2 separate regions of the Danio rerio genome follow, and region 1 is linked to region 2. A link is a contact called in public HiChIP or PLAC-seq data. All regions are on one chromosome and are shown on one strand. The core of a region is the stretch at or near the end of the contact, and the rest is flanking DNA. Distances in the headings are between cores, read along the strand shown.

What was found. HiChIP or PLAC-seq counts read pairs in DNA pulled down with a chosen protein or histone mark.
Region 1: a contact with region 2 is called in an H3K4me3 HiChIP or PLAC-seq map of embryo, with 3 times the contacts expected there. The contact joins the promoter of midn here to the promoter of tssk6 in region 2. A contact is called at or near these places in 1 of 18 Hi-C or Micro-C datasets (embryo) and 1 of 4 datasets of contacts at active chromatin or transcription factors (embryo).

What each region holds. Positions count from the first base shown.
Region 1 is chr22:18,450,210-18,452,909 of GRCz12tu, reverse strand. It overlaps midn (midnolin), which reads left to right and starts at 1,285. Exons shown (of 7, transcript NM_207052.1): 1 at 1,285-1,802. The coding sequence starts at 1,579.
Region 2 is chr22:18,080,368-18,083,067 of GRCz12tu, reverse strand. It overlaps tssk6 (testis-specific serine kinase 6), which reads left to right and starts at 1,377. Exons shown (of 1, transcript NM_001044845.1): 1 at 1,377-2,183. The coding sequence starts at 1,377. The coding sequence ends at 2,183.

The sequences.
Region 1 (2,700 bases), core at 36-2,535, 370 kb before region 2:
AACCATTTGGTAGAGGTTGATATTTTAGAAATGTAAAATAAAATGCATTGAGTGTGTTAACTAGCGACATTAGGAGTTAAGAAATGCAAGGCAGTGATAGGGTTAAGACAACAACAACATACACGTGTTCAACATGAATTTCTTTAATAAATTAATATTTCAGTGACATTCCTGATTTTCTGTCAGTAAAAAGGCTCTAAATGACAATATTTTTATTTTAAATTTGCGAGAAGACCTTTTAAAAATAAAGCCATAGCTGTATAAGTCCAGTCAGGAGCGGATTTAACCAATAAGCAAGATAAGCGGCAGCTTAGGGCCCCAGGAAATCTGAGGGCCCCCAAATAAATACCTAGAAGTATAAATTACTCCTATAAATTATATTTAAATCATATTTTGTATAACAAGTGTGTCTAAAAAAATAAAAGTTTAATGTTTATTATATCTGTGCAAATGTATCCCTCAATCATGGAGAAGTCCAGCAAATTAGGTAAAGAATTACTTTTAATTTTCAGAAAATAAATAATTTAAAATGCTTACGAGATGCATTACATGTTGGTATTATTTTTGCATTAAGAAGACAAAATGTAGAAAAAGAAAAAAAATGCAAAATAAATCAATTAAAGTACAAAATGAGCATTTTAGAACTTTTGTTCCCCATGGCTGAAATTGCTTGGGCCCCCAAATCACTAAATCCTAAATCCAGAGGAAGCATAATTGTCAAGTGGTTTTTAATATGTTTCCATAGCTGTATATAAAAACTACAAATCCATAAACTCTTTAGCTTCAGCAAAAGAATGTCTACCATTAAATGTCAACAAATATGCAACATTAGCTACACACGAAAAGCAAGGTGACACAAAGTATTTTTGCTGTGTTTTGAAAATAGACCGCGCAGTGTTGCTGTTTAAACATTCAAGGTTATATTGGGTGACTTTTGTTACTTTGACAGTTTGCCTCATGAATGGTGTGGAATTGGTAACAGTGGGCTGGAACTCCAGGACTGGAGCTCGTCGCCCACTCAGATTGGATTTGTCCTCAATGAGGAAAGCGGTGTGGGGGAGAGAAATGAGGCGGTGTTTGCGCTCCACGTGGGTGAGCAGGCCGTCCTCCCGTTGGCTGTGTATATGACGTCACCACTAGCCCCTCCTTTGATTGGGCAGAGCTTTTGTGGGTGTAATCATAGCGGCACAGTGGAAGTGAGACACGGTGAAACAACGGGCATTATTATGCGTGTTTCACTGGAGTTTCTCTCCGCGATGAGAGCTGCGCTTTAAAACATAGGAACAGATATAAAGAAATATACATATATAAAGAAAAGAAGGAAAGATCGCGCTGGTTTTTGCAGTACACTGTCAACGACAAAGGACTACACTTGCAGAATATGCATTTGAATGCACTATCGGAAAAATAGAATTAAAAACTGCTGTATTTGAAGATATTAATTCGGGGGATCGCCGCAGGATCCATCACCAAACGGGAATAATCATTGGGAATATTTTTCCAATAGCTTTCCATTGAGACACCCAGCCCTATCCGCCCGCTTCCATCGACCCTGTCTCCTCTATCGTAGGCTATCGAATGGACCAGCATCCGAGCGCCCGGAGCTGCAGCAGTCGCGGAGCTGCGCCGTCCTGCGAGAGCGTCTCCGGCGAGCCCCCCATGAATTTGTACATCCACTCCACCACCGGCACACGCTTCGAGCTCTCCCTTCCCGCAGAAGAGACCGTGGAAGGGCTAAAGCGAAGACTCTCTCAAAGACTGAAAGTACCCAAAGAAAGACTCGCTCTGCTACACAAAGAAACGTGAGTAGTGGTCTGATGTGTTCCTGTTAGATTGCACGGGTTAGCTGTTTTAACAATGAGCCGGTCAGAAGGTGGCTTTGGCTGGGTTTCCTAATGGAGATTTTTTTTAGCCATGCCTATTGGCAAGCCGTTTTAGCATTTATTAATTTAAGCTAGTATGTTTTGTATGTTTTTTTTTCTTCTTATTAGTACTTACTCCAGTAGTGCCTATAGTTTGCCTTTCTAACTCGCTGGAAAAAATTCACAAGATAGCAGTGTTTATTCACTAGTTCTTATCTATTAAACATTACAGCATTTAAAGGGATAGTTCACTCATGACTGAAAATTCTGTCGTTATTTACTCACATGTTCCAAACCTGTTTAACTTTCTTTCTTCTGTTGAACACAGAATAAGATGTTTCGAAGAAAGCTGAAAACCTGTAGTAATTGTTTTCCCTATCATGGAAGTCATCGGTTGGTTACAGGTTTTCAGCTTTCTTCGGAAATCGCTTAGGGGTGAGTACGTTTTCAATTTTTGGTAAATTATCCCTTTAACTATTGTTGACACTGATAGTCATTCTAACTGTTCACTTCTGACCAGCTAATATCTATTCCAGTTTTAATAGCAACTCTTAATTTAATACTATTTTATTTTTAAAAATGAGTCATTTTGACTACTGACATAGTTATCAATTCCAGTGTTATACCGTGACTACCAATGAAATAATAATCTCTAGTATGCAAGGAGTAAGCAGTTGCTGACTATCTGAATACATTGTCGTCACTACCGGAACAACTACTAGTATGTAGACAAAGAAAGCAGTCGCCTACTAGAAAAAATATAGCTAGATTTTAAGGAATACACGTTTAAATGGCCTGCCATAGACACCTGCAGCGCTTGCATTGCAGCCCATGTTAC
Region 2 (2,700 bases), core at 128-2,627:
CGATCACGCGGAGAAGACCGTTTCCAGGCTCAGACAAAATGAAAGACGTAAACGGTTGGTGTGAGGGAAAGTGTTTACCGGCAGTGTTGGGTAAAGTTACTTTTAAAGTAACATATTACAATGTTCACAGCAAGAAGGTCGCTGGTTCGAGCCTCAGCTGGGTCTGTTGGCATTCTGTGTGGACTTCGCGTGGGTTTCCTCCGGGTGCTCCGGTGTTATGCCGAGAAACACACCTCTGCCGCAAAATGCACCCTCTCATAGACTTTTATTAGCATTCTCAGTCGACATAAATAAATAAATAAAAGGTCTTAGTTTATTAAAACGTAAAATTATTATTTTATGTGTACGTTTAAAAACACTAGATTTACAAATAAATGAAACATTTTATTAAGTGTAGCCTAAAATTAGCCTTTTTGTTGGGTTTTAAACAGGGTAAATGAAACACAAAATTGTTGCTGTTTTAAACTAAACCACACATACTTAATATCTGTATGACTGTAAGTCAATCTATTTACTTATATCTTTATATATCTTTAGTCAGGAAGGTTCCATTCATGAAACTCACCTCAATCACTCTAGAGTCAACTCTATTATTTATTATTGACTAAGCCAAAAAGAAAATTAATGAATGAAAAATACAATATTAAGTCGCTTTGAAGTAACAAATTTGTTACTTTGTTATTTTTTAAGCAAAGCAGGCAAATGTAAAGCAAAATTATTCGTTTTATATACATTAAAATAGGCTTAGGATTGTAATTACTACTTTTTAACAAAGTTTAAAAGTATGAAAGAGTTTAACATTGAGTTGTACTGCAAACAATAAAGATCTATATATGTGGATCTAGACTAGTTACACTCTCCTATATATTTTACTCCGAGGCAGAAACCAACATCACGTTCATTTTCATCTGTTATTATTGTTCTCATTAATCTGAACACAAGAGGACACTAAAGGCACGTGTAAACGGGGTCTAAAACAGAGAGCTTTTAAGTCAAAAACACTTGAGTGGATTGATTTCATAGTGTAAATACTCATTTGATCAAATGACTCAAACATTTGAGTGCTTGTTAACACCATGGACCAGGTTAAGCATTTCAGCTGACCACTTGATCAGATCGCTTAAAATGCTAATAAAAGGTGGAAATAGGTCCATGTTATGCATTAATTGTGATTAAATAATTGAGTACAGATAACAGAGGCCTAAATTACTGCTTCCAACATTCTTAACCTGTAGAATGATCTATGATGACATCATAGAATAGAATGCTTAAAGAACACAGTAGAATGCACATTCTTATGACATGGGTGAGGAATGCAGTGCAAACTCAAGCTTGACAGTTCTCCTGAGATTGTAGCATACATCTGTTGAGACAAAATGTCTATTAACAACGTTTTGAAAGGCATGGGCTACACTTTCCTCACCTCAATTGGTGAAGGCTCCTTTTCTCGAGTCAAGCTTGCCACCTCGCAGAAGCACTGCTGTAAGGTGGCTATCAAAATTGTAGACCGCATGAGGGGCTCTGCGGATTTCATCCAGAAGTTTCTCCCAAGGGAACTGGCGGTTTTGAGACGGGTGAATCACGAGAACATCATCCAAATGTTCGAATGCATTGAGGTGGCGGGAAAGCGACTCTGCATCGTGATGGAGGCTGCGGAGAAAGATCTCCTTCAGAAGATACATGAGGTCCATCATATTCCTAAAGACCTAAGTAAAACCATGTTTGCGCAGATGGTCAGCGCTATCAACTACCTCCACCAGATGAACATTGTCCACCGAGACCTGAAGTGTGAAAACATACTGTTAACAGCCGATGAGAAAATTAAGATTGCAGACTTCGGCTTTGCTCGATTCGTTGAAGACCCTTCAGAGCTCAGTCATACCTTCTGTGGATCTCGGGCCTACACTCCACCGGAGGTCATCACAGGAACGCCGTATGATCCAAAGAAGTATGACGTATGGAGCCTTGGGGTGATTCTGTATGTCATGGTGACTGGAACAATGCCATACGATGAAACCAACGTCAGACGACTTCGCCTTCTTCAGCAGAGACCATTGAATTATCCAAGTAATGTCGCCGTTGAGGAACCATGCCGGGTGTTTATCAGAACTCTGCTCCAGACAAATCCTTCCACAAGGCCAACTATTCAACAGGTGGCCGGACATTCTTGGCTGCAGAGCTAAAGCACAAGAACTCATAAAACCATGTGTTGGATTGCAAATTAATAAAATCTATTCATGTTGGAATGGTGTGTCTGTATATTTGAGTTTACATTTATATTTTATATTTGGTCGGGGGGGGCGATCATGTTGCCTTAGATCATTTGACCATCCTGGTTGACCAAAACAATTGACAAATTTGTAATTCGTCCTCCACAATAAAGAGTCTCAATAAAGAGCGGCACACATTTCGGGTTGCAGCACTAGCAATATAGGAAACAGGAAATGTGGAAAATACCAAGACAGTTACCAGAACTTTGGTTTTATTCCATTTTTTTCCCAAAGAATCCCTGACCCAGCAACAATGCATTATCTGCGCCAAATTTCTTGCTAATGAATGCAAGAGGCCGAATTAATGACATTTGCAGACGACTCATCTTTAATATTGCAACAAGCCCATGGCATTTTTGAGCCCATAGAAAAAGAATTTACATGCCCAAAATTAGATGGAAAAAAATGGCACCTAATTGGCAAATAATAT